2 separate regions of the Mus musculus genome follow, and region 2 is linked to region 1. The links are chromatin contacts, called in public targeted proximity ligation maps. All regions are on one chromosome and are shown on one strand. The core of a region is the stretch at or near the end of the contact, and the rest is flanking DNA. Distances in the headings are between cores, read along the strand shown. Region 1 has its middle 240 kb from the start of Tle4. Region 2 has its middle 16 kb from the start of Psat1.

Region 1 (4,107 bases), core at 790-3,289:
TCCTGCTTAATGCATTCATTGCATGTTTTATAAATTTTTAAACTTGTACATATATGTCACAGAATGAACCCCTCAGTAAACTGTTCATAGATTTGATATCTGATATCTCAAATGCTACCTTCATTAAAAAAAACAAACATACAGGGACTTTAGGATGATTCAGTGGGTAAAGACACTTGTTATACAAGCCTGAAGACCTGAGTTTAGTTCTTTGAACCTACAGTAGAAAAAAAATAGAAGAAGTAAAATATTGCTTTAAATTGACTTTTAACATATGCTGTGCCAAATCCTTCTGCATTTTTCGCTCTCTAACATACATACACACACACACATAATTACACACATAATAATAATAGTAGAAATAATAACAACAATAATACATTACATAACATGTAATATAATAAAATGATATTATTTTAAATTGTTCTTTTGTATTGCTTGAAAACTTTTGGTTTTGATTTATCAATGATCATATTGTTTCTTATTAATTAATAAAAATGTGCCTTGAATTATTTGATGTTTTCTACATAGAAAATCCAGCTTTGTCTAAGTAATAAAAACATTTTCTTTGATTTAAATTGTGAATAATCTTCCCCTGATATATGGTATCGCAATCCACTTCAAAATCACTATCAGCATCAAGTTTTCAAGGAGGTAAAAGAGTTGAATTGTTTTAAAATGTTGAACATTTTCCAGACGTTATTGCATTATAAGATTAGAGCATATCAGAATTTATTTAATATCTTCTCCTTTGGGATGTTAATGCTATTGGTTTCAAAGCTTTACTGTTAGGAAGTTGGGGTGCTGTCAGTATATTAATCACTGCCCAAATTTCTCAGCAAGTTCTTGGGGATAAACTTTAACAGTAAAATTCTCAGCAGCAAAGAGGCTCTCAGCACTTGGCCACATTCCTTTCCAGGAAGGTCAGTACACTTTGCTGACAGCCGGCAAGGTATGAAAACATCCCCGTCACCACATCCTTCTCTGGACAGGGGACTATCCTTTATGTTCTTTCACTAATTTGGTAGACAAAAATAGTATTTCATTTTAATTTGCATTGATTTGATTGCTAGTGAGGTGGATCTTTTTCATGTAGTTGTGAAGCATTTGCTGTTTTCTGTCTTTGACTCTAGATGAAAGTGTATCTTATCTGAAAAATTAAAACTCTATCATCTGTACTATGATGCATTTTAGGATCTGTTTTTTTCATAGCCCCATACAGAGTTTTTATTGTTATATTATTAAATATGTCAATTTTGATCATACTAAATATGATCAATTTCTTTCTTTGCTCTTACGTGTGGTTAGAAAGGTTTCCGTCTTCCCTCTTGGGTCTTTATAAGTATAGTGGGACTTGGCTGCACCAGGCAGTCACCATTAAAGCTTTTCCTTCTAAAAAAAATGAAACTTCCAGATTGTGGATTAATGTCCTTTTTACTTTATATTCACAAGGCTTGGCATAGTTTGTGGCACATAATAGCTACTCAGGAAATAGTTCCTGAATAAATTGAATGCTGTGTGTCATGATTTGATATTTTCCTGCCTTCATAGCTTTCAATAAGTATAGAATAAAAATTTCCCCAAATTTGATAATTTGACACCTCTCAGTTATTAAAGAAAAATAATACTTGTGACCATTAGCTGCTTTTAGAAGACTCTAAACTTTCCACAGACTTAGCCGATGCTTATTAGCCCTCAAGCAGCCTAAGTCACCATTGTCCTTGTATATTAGTTGGAGCTTTGGGGTACAGCCTGGGTCTTGGGGTAATAATTTCCCCCTTTGTGAAATGTATTTCTATATTAGATGTGGAATGTATATTTTTCCATTGATTTCTACTTCTGCTCTTTATGCTCTAGGCAAGAGACTGAAATACCTAAGTGAATTAGTTAAGTTGCAATTGTAGCCTCCCATAAGACTGAAGCAGGCTGAGCCAGACCTTGACCTTGCTGCCACTAAGGAGATTATCTAGGGTGGAGCCTTCCTCCCTAGAAGATCACTCTATTGTTCTGCCACTAAGGCTGTTTGTCTTCAAGATACTGCTACCTGCTGAGAGGCCCCGAGCTATTCCGGAGACTGGAGACTGCGCCCTATCCTGAACGTCTTCACCTGCAGCTGGTTCCAGGCCCCAAGGATGAATTGGCGGGAATGGACTCCCCCGCCACCTCTTTTATAAAGCGTGTCCGCCATTAAACATTTGAACCTTGAGCAGACTAGTTGTCTTGGTTCCATTATTTCTCAATCAGCCTAGGCTCCCTCTTTTCTTTCAGTTCCAAGATGCCTTCCAGGCCCGAACCCGGACATGAGAGCCACAGGCCGATCCCAAGAGCAATGACATGGCCAGGCCCTTAAGATCATCACATCTGACAGACAAGCCTCACATTTTAAAATAGGTCAACCCACACACCTCCTTACTTTGGCTTCCCCTTTCCCATGGACCTACAGACATCCTCACTTGTGCAAAGAGTCTTAAGCTGCTGTATTTTTTTTTTCAACTTTGAGGGTTTTTTTTTACAATATTTTATTAGATATTTTCTTCATTTACAATTCAAATGCTATCCTGAAAGTCCTCTATACCCTCTCCCCACCCTGCTCCCCAACCTACTCACTCCTGCTTCCTGGCCCTGCCATTCCCCTGTATTGGGGCATATAAAGTTTGCAATACCAAGGGGCCTCTTTTCCCAATGATGGCCAACTAGGCCATCTTCTGCTACATATGCAGCTAGAGACACGAGGTACTGGTTAGTTCATATTGCTGTTCCTCCTATAGGGCTGCAGACCCCTTCAGCTCCTTGGGCACTTTCTCTAGTCCCTCCATTGGGGGCCCTGTGTTCCATCCAATAAAGTGAACATTATGTGGTGCTGACAACACACTGCTCTCATGCTGAGATTCATGTGCCCTCCCTCAGACTCAAATTCACCCTAGGAAGCAGAAAATGGGATCTGTGGAAGTTTCTTAGAAAAAGATATTGACTAAAGACCAGTGGTGCTCCCAGATTCACACTGCTCATGAATGTATACACAGGATGTCTCTTCATTGACTGTTCTCAAATAAATTTTCCTTCAGGACAGGAATAAAAGCATGTTGAACCTCATCTTTCTTATACCTTGTGTCAAGTTTCTGGAGTTTAGTAGATACTCAACAGAAATTTGGCAGTTTGGTAAATTGAATAGGGCCATGGGATTTGTGTAATAAAGGTCTGCCTAACAGGACTGTGGCTACACACACACACACACACACACACACACACACACACACTATTTCAGGAATGAGTTGGATGCTTTTATTCTGTACAAGTGAATCCACCCATAATCAAAGAGACCATTTCACCCAACATAATCAAGGATTTAGTTTAATTTTTTAAAGTTGTTCTCCTAAAAAACAATCCTGCAGAATGGAAACTAATGGAGTCGCTCTAAGGCATTAGAACACGCCAGCAGTTAATGTGCCTGGCAGGGCATCTTCCAGGCCAATTTATCTTACATTTCTCATTCTCTGTTTCTACTGTGGTAGCCTGCACAAAAACCTTCGACAGGCAAATGAAATTTGTGTGGTATGGCCTCACTGAGGAATAGGTATGACCCCAAAGCAGTGTTTCCTACTTTTATTTCTCATCCAGAGGGCAAGATTAACACACATATGTAATAAAACTATTGGGCTGTTTTAATGCTTTTCTTGCCATGCATTCAGAACCCGCACAAGTTGTCATCAGTGATGGTTTCACTCAGTTCTCTCCTTCAGGGTAATATAAGACAACCAAGCACCATAGGCGCCACCTCTTTCCTGTTCCTGCCCTTATGGTGCCAACTATTTGTCATTGACCTTTAGTCTTGGGACCAGCACTCTCCAGGTTCCTGACTTGATAGGACATCCAGATCACATGAAAAATGCTTCAGACCTTCTGCTGAGTTGCACAATCTTCCTCTCTGGACCGCAGGGCTCCTGCTTCCAGCTTATAACGAGCCAATGTCTCAGTAACTATTCCGCTGCATCAGTGGGTGCCCTGTAGTTACAGTTTGATTTTGAGGATGCAGTTTTCTTGATTAACTGGGTTACTTCCAGAGACAAATATGGTGTGGGTAAATAGTAAACTGACATAAAGGAAGTC
Region 2 (3,763 bases), core at 1,133-3,632, 1.1 Mb after region 1:
TTCCTGCCCAGGCTCTTTGGGCACAGGGTCTGTCAACAGGCCTCACGTGGCAGTGGTGGGAGACTGTGACTGGGTGTCTGGAGTCCATGCTTATGGAAGTGGCTGGAAGCAACCCAATGCCCTGAAGCAGTTAACAGTCCATTGTCTCTTCCTGGCTGCAGCCTGTCTTACTGTTGGTTGTCTGTCTTTTAAGCTGCTGGCCTCTCAAAACCATTCGAAGCAAACCTCTATCAGAGGTGTCTCTTTACTTATATCTAGGTAAGACTGTAACCAGCTCTGGTAAGCACTCTTGTTCCTTCCACATGAGATTCTGGAGTCCCTGAAGAAATGAACCAATTGCTCAGTTGGCAGGGTGTCTCTCGACGGGAGGCCTATGCCGGCAGAACTACTACATAATTCAGAAAGCAAAGCACCTGCAAGGCTGATACTCACCAGCCTAGGCCAAAGGCACAGGATTTCCCTCTTAGTGTGTGCGTGTGTGTGATGTATAGTGTATGTGTAGATGGTAGGTGCACATGGATGCGCAGATGTGGATGCCGTGTGCGTGTGTGTGATGTATAGTGTATGTGTAGATGGTAGGTGCACATGGATGCGCAGATGTGGATGCTGTGGTCTATGCATGTCAATGCCAGAGGACAAGGAGTTTCTTCCTCTTCTTCCTTTTCAGGCTTTCTCACTGAAACATAAGCTAGGTTGGCTGACCAGTGAGCTCTCAGGGTTCACTTGTCTTTGTCTCCCCGTACTAGGGTTGCAAGCACACACTGCCACCCCCAACTGAAAATTTTGTTTTGTTTGTTTGTTTGTTTGTTTGAGACAAGGCCTTAATATATAGATAGCCCTGTCTATCCTGGAACTCACTGTGTAGAGAGAGCAAGCAGGCCTCAAACTCAGAGATCTACCTGCTTCTGCCTCTCAAGTCTTGGCATTGAAGGATTGTACCGCTATGCCTAGCCACACCCAGATTTTACGTGGCCTTGGGAGGGAACTAGAACTCAGGTCCTCCTGCTTGCACCACAAGCAGTCTTAACCCACTGAGCCATTTCTCCAAGGTGAGAAGGAAGGTCTCGCTGGCCTTGAATTACTGGGCCCTCCTGTCTCAGCTTCCCACATACTGAGACTGACTTTAGGTGGGTGTCACCGCACAGAGCTTAGAGTCGAATCTTTTTACTATACAGAAAAATCATCGGAATGAAAAACCTGTAAATGATCATGATCTTTGCAATGTAGAATGATTCATCTCAGGTGGAAAGAACTAACTTGGTCCTTTAAAAAGAAGAAGGAGGGGGGGAGGGAGAGGAGGAGGAGGAAGAAGAGGAGGAAGAGGAGGAGGAGGAGGAGAAGCAGCAGCAGCGCTTGGGAAGGAAGCATAGAAAAAGCAAGGGTAGGTGAAGGTCTTAGACCTGAGGCTCTACTTGAATATAAAATAAAAGGGGTTCTACTATAGAGAGAAAGAGAGAGCCCAAGTATCCATTCACTAGATGATAGCTTGCCCATCACTCACAGTCATGGCCTCTGGTCACACCTCTGCAGTGCATCACATGGAATAAGTGTATGAGAAGGAAGAGCGCAAGGGGCCACACTGAGGAAGAAACCAGGTTGGAAGTCCAGCTCCTGCCTGTTGCTTCTCTGCACTGCTGTCCTTCAAAAGAAAGAGAACACTCTCGGCTTGTAGGTTAGTGAGACGGGACGCAAAGAGAAGGTGCCTCCCGAGTGCTGTTCAACGACACAGTCCACCTCTGGGAGAGTTATGTACGTATAGCTTTAGCAACGGAATCAGAGCTGACTGGTAGGCAAACAGAGTTTAATATTCCCAAATTTTACCCTTCAAGATCCTCAGCTAGGACGTCTATTGCTAAGATGTTATGGAGGGTGTCTGGGGTTTTTGGAAGAGATAAACACCTCCCATGACTGTCAGGAATCCTGGGGGTTATCTTTCTAAAGCATTGAATAAACAGCCCACCTCCGCAGGTCCCCCTGAACAAAGTTAATGATTTATGTCAGCCTTGGGGGAGGATGTTCTTATCTAGTGCTAAAGTACCTCGGTTTCTTTCTTTGCAAACTCACATTGGTTTAAAATTTACTTTTCTGTACCGAGAAGCAGGCCCTGGTTGGAGGCGTTCCCTTGCAGGTACATCCTGTGCCTGAGGTAAGACAGCAACGCGGCAATGCCTTTTGCCCATAAAGTGGAATGAACTTGTGCGTGAGGAACAGCTTTGTCAGGGTCCATGGAGTAGTTGTGGGAAACGCTTTTCTAACAGCAGGACGTGACCTGTAGTGGATTGTGAAACAGCAAGCTGAGAAGGGATTGTCTCTAAAGACATGAAGTGGGACAGCCCATAGCTGTGTGAGTCACTGAATGCACAGCCTTGCTTGGTGGAATTTTCCATTTGTGTGCGCCCAGGCAGGTGGGGCAGGATCAAATGCAGGGTTTATGCACAGGCAAGCACTATACCAGGCTACAGCCCCAGCCCTACTACCTTTCATACTACTCTTGCTTTTTACTATAAGCTACAGTTTCAAAAAACAATACAGCGACACTATAGACCCAAAGTTCTTAAAGCTGTTTTGTTTTGTTTTGTTCTGGTTTTTGTTTTTGTTTTTTATTTATTTTTTTGTTGTTATTGTCTTGTTTTGTTTTGTTTTCTCTTGAGACAGAGTTTCTCTGGTAACCCTGGCTGTCCTGGGACTTGATTTGTAGAACAGGCCGGCCTGAAACTCAGAGGTCTGCCTGCCTCACTTCCATTCACATAGATTAGGAATAAGAAGAAACAAAGATAAAATGGAAGTGAGAGTTGAAGGATAGCAGATTAATTCATTTTCATTTTCAAATTTTCTGGGGGGAAATTACAAATTTATTTGTCAGACACAAAAACTTACTGAGCCGGGTGTGGTGGCGCACGCCTTTAATCCCAGCACTCAGGAGGCAGAGGCAGGCAGATTTCTGAGTTCGAGGCCAGCCTGGTCTACAAAGTGAGTTCCAGGACAGCCAGGGCTATACAGAGAAACCCTGTCTCGAAAAACCAAAAAATTAAAAAAAATTTTTTTAACTTATTAAAAATAGGCTTATTAAAAATTAAAAATTAAAAAGAAAACCTTAAGTAAGTAGAGTAAAATGTGGCACCGCTCTTCACTCCTCTCAACACAGCTGCCTCTGGCCAGAGAAACCCCTATCCACCACTTGGTATATTTTGTTGCTATTTTGTAAGCACACAGACTAAAGTATTCATTAGATAGATATGAGCCAACTGGAGCCAAACAAACACCAGCCAAGGATATGATTGATTGTGGCGCTGTCAGTTCAGTATGTTTGGGGAACATGCTTATGCTCACACTTTATCGCCTGCAGAATATTACATGGCAGAGGTTGATAGTATCCAGCTCAACACTTCCTGCCTTCATAAGCAATTCAAGCGGATTTTTTGAGTTCGAGGCCAGCCTGGTCTACAGAGTGAGTTCCAGGACAGCCAGGGCTATAAAGAGAAACCCTGTCTCAAAAAAACAAGCAAACAAACAAACAAAAGAAAAGAAAAGTGCTTCTGTATACATTCTCACAGCTGGCTCTTTGGACAAAGCTTGGATACCTTTCTATGCTGCTTGACGACAGTTAAAACAAGGCAGACACATTTTAAATACCGCGCGTGTGGCCTTGGCTTCTTGTATTCTCATGCTAATTGATTCCCAAAACTGCTCAAAGGAGTGTCCACAATGAGAGACCGGGAGACTCTGAGAGACCCTGCCTCCAGCTGGTTCTAATTGGTAAATA

The links.
Region 2: a contact with region 1 is called in a targeted proximity ligation map of embryonic stem cells, with 4 times the contacts expected there. A contact is called at or near these places in 3 of 39 promoter capture datasets (cranial neural crest, hippocampal neurons and pre-B cells) and 2 of 130 datasets of targeted methods (both in embryonic stem cells).

Annotation. Positions count from the first base shown.
Region 1 is chr19:14,833,787-14,837,893 of GRCm38.p6, forward strand. No RefSeq gene overlaps it. Among named protein-coding and RNA genes, the nearest start is that of Tle4, 240 kb to the left of the region's middle.
Region 2 is chr19:15,939,344-15,943,106 of GRCm38.p6, forward strand. No RefSeq gene overlaps it. Among named protein-coding and RNA genes, the nearest start is that of Psat1, 16 kb to the left of the region's middle.